Regions from separate parts of the Triticum aestivum genome. Here region 1 is linked to region 2. A link is a contact called in public Hi-C data. All regions are on one chromosome and are shown on one strand. The core of a region is the stretch at or near the end of the contact, and the rest is flanking DNA. Distances in the headings are between cores, read along the strand shown.

Evidence for each region. A called contact is a pair of places that touch in the nucleus more often than the background predicts.
Region 1: a Hi-C map of leaf shows a contact between it and region 2, with 4 times the contacts expected there. The contact joins the promoter of LOC123060913 here to the promoter of LOC123060912 in region 2. A contact is called at or near these places in 2 of 5 Hi-C or Micro-C datasets (both in leaf).

What each region holds. Positions count from the first base shown.
Region 1 is chr3A:188,723,704-188,728,018 of IWGSC CS RefSeq v2.1, forward strand. LOC123060913 (transcription factor bHLH150) reads left to right here and starts at 2,346. Exons shown (of 1, transcript XM_044483783.1): 1 at 2,346-3,908. The coding sequence starts at 2,849. The coding sequence ends at 3,526.
Region 2 is chr3A:188,570,012-188,574,276 of IWGSC CS RefSeq v2.1, forward strand. It overlaps LOC123060912, which reads left to right and starts at 1,576. Exons shown (of 6, transcript XM_044483781.1): 1 at 1,576-1,872; 2 at 4,032-4,140. The coding sequence starts at 4,036.

The DNA.
Region 1 (4,315 bases), core at 1,096-3,595, 150 kb after region 2:
AGGGGATGCGGACAATGTGTGGATGAAGATGGCGACTTGCATTCGTAAGGTGGCCTCGGAGGAGTTTGGAGTGTCCAGGGGAAGGAGAAGCGAAGATAAGAATACCTGGTGGTGGAATGATGATGTCCAGAAGGCGCTTAAAGAGAAGAAAGATTGCTTCAGACGCCTATACCTGGATAGGAGTGCAGACAACATAGAGAAGTACAAGATGACGAAGAAGGCTGCAAAGCGAGCTGTTGGTGAAGCAAGGGGTCGGGCATATGAGGACCTCTACCAACGGTTAGGCACGAAGGAAGGTGAAAGGGACATCTATAAGATGGCTAAGATCCGGGAGAGGAAGACGAGGGATATTGGCCAAGTCAAATGCATCAAGGACGGAGCAGGCCAACTCTTGGTGAAGGACGAAGAGATTAAGCATAGATGGCGGGAGTACTTCGACAAGCTGTTCAATGGGGAGAATGAGAGTTCTACCATTGAACTGAATGACTCCTTTGATGAGACCAGCATGCGTTTTGTGCGGCGCATCTAGGAGTCTGAGGTGAAGGAGGCTTTAAAAAGGATGAAAGGAGGCAAGGCGATGGGCCCTGATTGTATCCCCATTGAGGCGTGGAAAGGTCTCGGGGACATAGCGATAGTATGGCTAACCAAGCTTTTCAACCTCATTTTTCGGGCAAACAAGATGCCAGAAGAATGGAGACGGAGTATATTAGTACCAATCTTCAAGAACAAGGGGGATGTTCAGAGTTGTACTAATTACCGTGGAATTAAGCTGATGAGCCATACAATGAAGCTATGGGAGAGAGTCATTGAGCACCGCTTAAGAAGAATGACAAGCGTGACCAAAAATCAGTTTGGTTTCATGCCTGGGAGGTCGACCATGGAAGCCATTTTCTTGGTACGACAACTTATGGAGAGATATAGGGAGCATAAGAAGGACTTGCATATGGTGTTCATTGACTTGGAGAAGGCCTATGATAAGATACCGCGAAATGTCATGTGGTGGGCCTTGGAGAAACACAAAGTCCCAGCAAAGTACATTACCCTCATCAAGGACATGTACAATAATGTTGTGACAAGTGTTCGAACAAGTGATGTCGACACCGATGACTTCCCGATTAAGATAGGACTGCATCAGGGGTCAGCTTTGAGCCCTTATCTTTTTGCATTGGTGATGGATGAGGTCACAAGGGGTATACAAGGAGATATCCCATGGTGTATGCTCTTTGCGGATGATGTGGTGCTAGTTGACGATAGTCGGACGGGGGTAAATAGGAAGTTAGAGTTATGGAGACAAACCTTGGAATCGAAAGGGTTTAGGCTTAGTAGAACTAAAACCGAGTACATGATGTGCGTTTTCAGTACTACTAGCTGTGAGGAGGAGGAGGTTAGCCTTGATGGACAGGTGGTACCTCGGAAGGACACATTTCAGTATTTGGGGTCAATGTTGCAGGAGGATGGGGGTATTGATGAAGATGTGAACCATCGAATCAAAGCCGGATGGATGAAGTGGCGCCAAGCTTCTGGCATTCTCTGTGACAAGAGAGTGCCACAAAAGCTAAAAGGCAAGTTCTACAGGACGGCGGTTCGACCCGCAATGTTGTATGGCGCGGAGTGTTGGCCGACTAAAAGGCGACATGTTCAACAGTTAGGTGTGGCGGAGATGCGTATGTTGAGATGGATGTGTGGCCACACGAGGAAGGATCGAGTCCGGAATGATGATATACGAGATAGAGTTGGGGTAGCACCAATTGAGGAGAAGCTTGTCCAACATCGTTTGAGATGGTTTGGGCATATTCAGCGCAGGCCTCCAGAAGCTCCAGTGCATAGCGGACGGCTAAAGCGTGCGGAGAATGTCAAGAGAGGGCGGGGTCGACCGATTTTGACATGGAAGGAGTCCGTTAAGAGAGACCTGAAGGATTGGAGTATCGACAAAGAGCTAGCTATGGACAGGGGTGCGTGGAAGCTTGCTATCCATGTGCCAGAGCCATGAGTTGGTTGCGAGATCTTATGGGTTTCACCTGTAGCCTACCCCAACTTGTTTGGGACTAAAGGCTTTGTTGTTGTTGTTTGTAGTTCAACATCTCTAAGGCAAAAAAAAGTTAAATACATTTTTTAAAGAAAAAAGAACCATGAGATCAACGTGACTAAGCTTGCTCGAATGAGACTTAAAGATCCTCAATCGATTAAGCATCTTTGGTAAACTTGGAGGCAAATTTTGCCCCTTTGTAATTAACATGGTCAAACTCATACGATTTGACCTCAGTCAAAGCTAATATGCGAAGTAAATAACAACAGAGGGCTTATTCCCGCATTTTTTTTAAAAGACGTATCTTCCACATTTCGCCAGATCAAAAGGCTTTAACTAGAACGTTGCGAAGCACTAATACCATGGCACATTCGCAGAAAAAAGGAGTATAAACAAAAGGGAAATAAGAAAGCGCGCACTCAATAACGACCCCTGCCTACCATAGCGATCGAGCGAGCGAGCAGCGCGGAGGCCACGCTACAGCGCCAAATTCCACACCAAACAAAGGCGCGGCGACGAACGAGCAGCCAACACCCGCACCACCTCCCCTCACCGCACCGCACTACTCCTCCTTGGCTCCAATGTCTAATCCACTCGCTAATCACCTCCGCCGCACCACCAAATAAGTACGCCCACCCCCGCGACGGAAAGCTAATCTCTCCTCCCTCCCCCTTTCTTCTTCATACTCCCACCATCTCCACCACCACCACCACCATCCTCTTTCTCCCACCCACCTTTAAGCCGCCCCATCCCCCGCTGCGCTGAGTCACTTCCTCACGCCACCCGCCGACTGATTGCTCGATCGAGGTGCGGTGCGCGGCCATGATCTCTATAGGCGGGTCCTCCTCGTCCTCCTCCTCCGCCGCCGCAGCGGGGGTCCGGATGGGCGGGGCCAAGCGGCGGGGGAAACCGGGCGGGGCCGCCGCGCCGGGGGCCGCGGGCCCGCCGCAGACCAGGTGGCGGAGCGGCACGCAGGAGCGGATCTACGGCCGGCGCCTGCTGGACGCGCTCCGGGCCACGCGGTCGGGCGCCGCCTCGTCCCCGCAGCCGCGCGCCGTCAAGGCCGCCGCCGACTCGGCGCTGGCGCTCACGGCGCGCGGGCAGTCGCGCTGGAGCCGCGCCATCCTGCTGGCCGGCGCCGCGTCCTGCCGCCGCCGCGTGCTCGTCAAGGCCGGCGGGAAGATCCGCCGCCACCGCCGCCCGCAGGCGCGCGCCGCCGCCGCGGCGTCCAAGGCCGCGGCCGCCGCTTCCGCCAGCGAACCGCCGTTGCTCAAGGAGAAGAAGGTGAAGGACCGGCTCCGCGTGCTGGGCCGGCTCGTCCCCGGGTGCCGGAAGCTGCAGGCCCCCGACCTGCTCGAGGAGACGGCCGACTACGTGGCCGCGCTGGAGATGCAGGTCAAGGCCATGCGCGCGCTCGCCGACGCGCTCGCGGCGGCCCAGCTGTCCTCGCCTCCCCCGCCGGCCGCCGCCGCCGCCGACGAGGCCGAGATGGAGAGGTGAGGGTCTGAGCCTCGCCTCGCCTCCGAGAGGGAGATTGATGACACGATGGCTCGGGGAAATAAGGCGATTGATTACTGGATGGATGGACGGATGGATTGTTACCGCGAGAGGGGGTCCTGGGATTCCAGGAGGGTATTGTGATTCCGATGATGATGATTGCTGCTGCTGCTGCTGCTGCTGATTTGTAAATTCTTGATGCTACTACTTGTATAAGTAATGCTGCTCTGCTCCTCTCCTGTGTTCTTGAAATGTTCTTCCTCCTCCTGAAACAAGACGGGGGGATTCCTGTGCCTGTCTGTCTCCTGCGGATTGGATTGGATTGGAATTGGATTATGCTTTTGTTTGGCTGTGCCACGGTGAATTAGGAGTTTTGTTTCTTGTATAAGTGCAATGCTAACCGTCTGATTTCATGGCTTCCTCGAGCTGCATTCGATGGGATTCCTCGAGGCGGCAATTTCTGCTCGCGAGGGAGAACAGAAATCCGAATTCGATCGGATGGACAGAGACAAGAGAATTTGCAAGTGGCTCGGCTCGTAAACCATCGATGTCGTCAACCACCGCGCTTAAACTAACTATAACGCTAACAAAGATCAGACAAGGCGTGAGCATAAAGATTCCGCTGGCTGGTTCTTTCTGCTCTGGGCGCAGTCCCGGCCTGACGCCGGTTTCTCTGATCCGATGGGCGGGCGGGTATTATTTGCTGCCAGAAATGTGTTACGTACTGCTGCGCAGTACTACTAGTGCTGCAGCACTGGGCCTTCTGCGGCAAATTTTCTGGGCTGCATTTAT
Region 2 (4,265 bases), core at 326-2,825:
TGCCTCTCTCTCTCTCTCTCAAAACAAGTCTTCATGCGTACTCCCTCCGTCCGAAAAAAGCTTGTCCCAAGCTTGTCTCTCAAATGGATGTATCTAGCACTAACTCGGTGCTAGATACATCCATTTGAGGGACAAGCTTTTTCAGGCGGAGGGAGTATCTCTTTTGCATGTGTCTCTTCTTGCATGCAAGCCTTGGGAAGGAACAAGGGACATGGGGGAGAGAGATGGGAGTTATTGTGGTTGTATGTGCGATGGAAGCAGGTGGGGAAAGAGGAGTGTAAAGATGCTAAGACACGGAGCATTGCGGGAAAGACAAGATTTTCTTGAACGCAAACAAATAAGAACCTAAGGGGGTAGTTGTGAACTTGTGATGCACAATGCTTATGGTTTGAATTTCGTTAGTGAATTTGAACTTGAAGTTGATATATTGTTTCATTATGTGTGTTATTTGATCATGGTGTGTTTCAATATGTATGCGATTAGAGTAAAAGAGAAGAAGGTCAAAAAAATTGGGCACCAGTTTTACATCATGTATTAAAGTGCCAGGAGCCGCGGTACCAAAAACCTTTTTCTCTCCTATCCTAAGAACGTTTTTTTGCACCAAGTTTTCATCTATTGGAGATGCTTTTTTTCAGAAGGCATGGTTCATGTGCTAGAGGATTTCCACGAGTAAAGTCATTTTCTCGCTTCGTTTTTGCCTTGACGGTTTGGTGGCAGTGGCGTGGAATAAATCTGCTTCGGGTTCGATTCCGATGGGTTGCTGTGAGGCATTCGTTGGTGGATCTTGTAGCAGACTAACCGATCGAGCCTGGTGCGGCAGTGGTGCCAACCTTGAGGTGGATTTTATGCCCTGGCCCCGCCGTTGTGGTGACGCGCGCTCTGGCGTCAACATGGGGGCATAGAGCTTTTGTACGAGCGTGGTGACTCTGGATTTGTAGGTTCTCGTCGGTGGCGGCGCTTTGTTGTCATCGTTCAACAAGCCGACACAAGTGGTGGCATAGTTCCAATATGGCTTATTTTCGGCATGCTGGTCCTCCTGGATGGAGGATAGTGACTTCCTGACGTCTTTAATCTGTGCGCACAATCAAGGTTTTCGTTGGCTCCGGTAGGGAGCAGCAACCGCGGCACGCCCTCATCCCGTGTTGGAGGTAGGGCTAGATTGGTTCCCCGGGGTGCAATTGTATTTTTTTTTATTTTTCTAGGGTTGCGTTGTACCACTACTTATTTTCAATATAATTTAGGGTTCTTCTCGCAAAAAGAGACCTTGATAAGTGTTATTCGTGTGGCACAAACACATGGCAACTTCGAACGTTTTCTATGATAAATTTGATGAAGCGAGAATGATAACGTTAGTTGTTAAGCAGGCAATTTTGTTTTCGAACGGCAATTTTCAGTTTTTTGGGGGGTTCTTCAAGTGGCAACTTTAGTTGTAAAAAACGTTGGCTGGAGTGCTTCGTGCCGCATGTGTGACGCTTATCAATTGGAAAAAAAATGGCATTTTCAGCGGAGAAGTAATAAGGAAAGAAAAAGATCTACAGGAGATTGAAAAAAATCCACAGGAAGAAAAATGTCCTTTTCTCCGGTGACCGGCCGAGTAGCAACTTGCACGGCCGGCCCGGCAGCCTACGATAGCAACGGCCGAAATCCAGGGCGACCGGGCCCCACACGGAGCTATTTCTTCCGTGCATCTCAGAATTCGAGACCAATCCGATCGCAGCAGCAGCAGCAGCAGCAGCAGCCAACAAACAAACATACCTCCACTCATTGGAGAGCCGCTGCTGCTCGCCGGCCCTCCCTCGGTTCCCCATTTCTCCACCTCGGAGCAGCCGAGCCGACGCCTCCCTCGCCGCCAGCGTCTCCGTGACCGTAACCGTAAGTGATCTCCTCCTCCTCTTCCGCTCAGAGTCCGAGCAACTTACTTACTTAGCTTGCCGTCGGGGCTGGGTCGTTGGCCTGCTGTCGCCGTAGATTGGTAGATCCCGCCGTCGCTAGATCCGGCTGGTTTCTCGGCGTTGCCTCGTCCGAATTTGGGAGGAGAGTGCGTTCTCGGGTAATTTTGACTAGTCAGCGTTCGCCGGCTGGTTTGTTTTCTGATCCCGGATGTGCGGGAGAAAATTAGCAAGAGAATTACCCGGACTGCCACTGATCATGTAGGTTAGGTGGTGCCGACGGTCCAGAGGGAACGAGAGATCCGCACATGCTTCTTGCTCAGAGTTGGGCATAATTCAAGAATACTTTACCTCTGCTTCTTACTATGTATGTATGTTTAGGATGGATAATTCAACAACAAGCTGGTGCAGCCAGCTGAGCAAACAAGCAAGTGAAGTGGTAGAGACCCATGGCGTGTGTCAGCAGAGCACGAACAGGGGATCAGAACATTCTGTTAGATTCTAGGTCACGGAGGATTGTGCGCTTTATGAGAGCATTTTGGGTTGTCATACGGTCAAACAGATTGCAGGCACCTGCTGGAAGTCCCGTCTACTAGGATAGTGTCAATTTACCTGGCATTCAGGGACAAGATAGTGTTCAGATTTGTACAGCAAGCAAAGAAACCACACCAGTAGTAGTCACCAGTCCTCATCCTGTGGTGCCGACGGTTTCTTACTATGTCTGTTTAAGATGGATGATTCAACAACCAGCTGGTGCGGTCAGCTGAGCAAACAAGCAAATGAAGTGGCAGAGACCATGCGTGTGTCAGCAGAGCAAGAACAGGGGATCAGAGCATTCTGTTAGATTCTCGATCACGGAGGATTGTGTGCTTTATGAGAGCGCTTTGTGTTGTCATGCGTTCAAATAGATTGCAGGCTTCTGCTGGAAGTCCATCTACTAGGATACTGTCAATTTACCTGGCATTCAGGGACAACCCGCTGTTCAGATTTGTTTAGCAAGCAAAGAAAACACACAAGTAGTAGTGAACTAGTCAGTATTCCGATCTTGCCTTGTTATACTTAGGCTCTGGATGACAATATGTAGATAGAGTCGTTCTGTGTACCACTAGGGATGCCGGGGTATCAAACTGCTGCTTCATTTCTGTATCTAGAACCACGGTAGGAGGTGTTACCATTTAGAAGCATTAGCTTGTTTTTGCCCAATTATGTAAAGAAAGTATTGGACCTGATGGGCTAAAAAAGAACAATCTGTGTGGATCCTCTGGTTAGTTGTCGATAAAACAGATACTCAAGGTTTCTGCTTGTCATGACAGACTAACATTGAGTTTGCTTGTACTTGATTTTTTGTTGATCCAATGGGCTGTAAAATGAGTCGATGTGCTGACCAGTGGGTTGCATTTAACATTCTTATAAAGATTTCGAAACATATATTTATTAATAAAAAACAGTTTGATCTGTTTAAGTTCTCATATTGATGTTTATTTGTTCTATCGATCAAGAGATAAACACGCGTTTCTTTCGTACTGGCCTTCGCAGTTATTTTTGTTTTTGGATGGGCTCATCCACAGGCCACGGTTTTTATAGGATATTCATGTTAGCATACCTGACGCCATGAAGATGGGAAGCATATAGTTTCTTTTTTGAATGACAGATAGGAAGCATAGTAATACAACTAACAAGAGAAAAGTAATGTCTTGATTTCTCTAACTGAAGCACATTCTTTGACTTCGAGTAAGTTGTTCAGATTTGCCAACATCAATTGCTCATTATAGGGGGTACTCATCGGCTGAAAATAGCAGAGCGATAATATTTAGCTACAAGTAGCACACCCATTACGATTTACAAGGCTGAGAACTAATCCAGAAACTAGCAGTGCAAAAACTAGCTAAGGTTCCTTGATTATAATGTTTAAACCGAAAATAATAGTAGTATTACCGATTCAAAATACACAAGCTATTTAAAAATGTTGTCATTTTGTTCTAAGAGTCAAACTGCAAATAGTCAACAACATTGGACAATAGTAGCCTCTGTTTTGGTTTATCTCAAACTCTATTGCTCAAACATTTCATGCCTTAAAAACAACTTTTCACTTTAGTGCTATATAATGTGATAAATACTAACATCTGTATCTTTTGTTTTTAGCACCATGTCGGGGATGAAGGACGCCAATGCTGCTGGGCATGATAATGTTGGAAATTCTGAACCTATGGACCAAAGTGGAGATAATGCCATGCCATCGGCTCAGCAACAGGTTATTTTCAGGACTAGTTCTGAAGATTATATGATCATTTAAATGCTAGTCTTGTATATTCTGGTTAATTGAGCAACAAAGAAGGTTGGTCTCTATAGCTTCCATGATCAATTACCTGTGGTTAA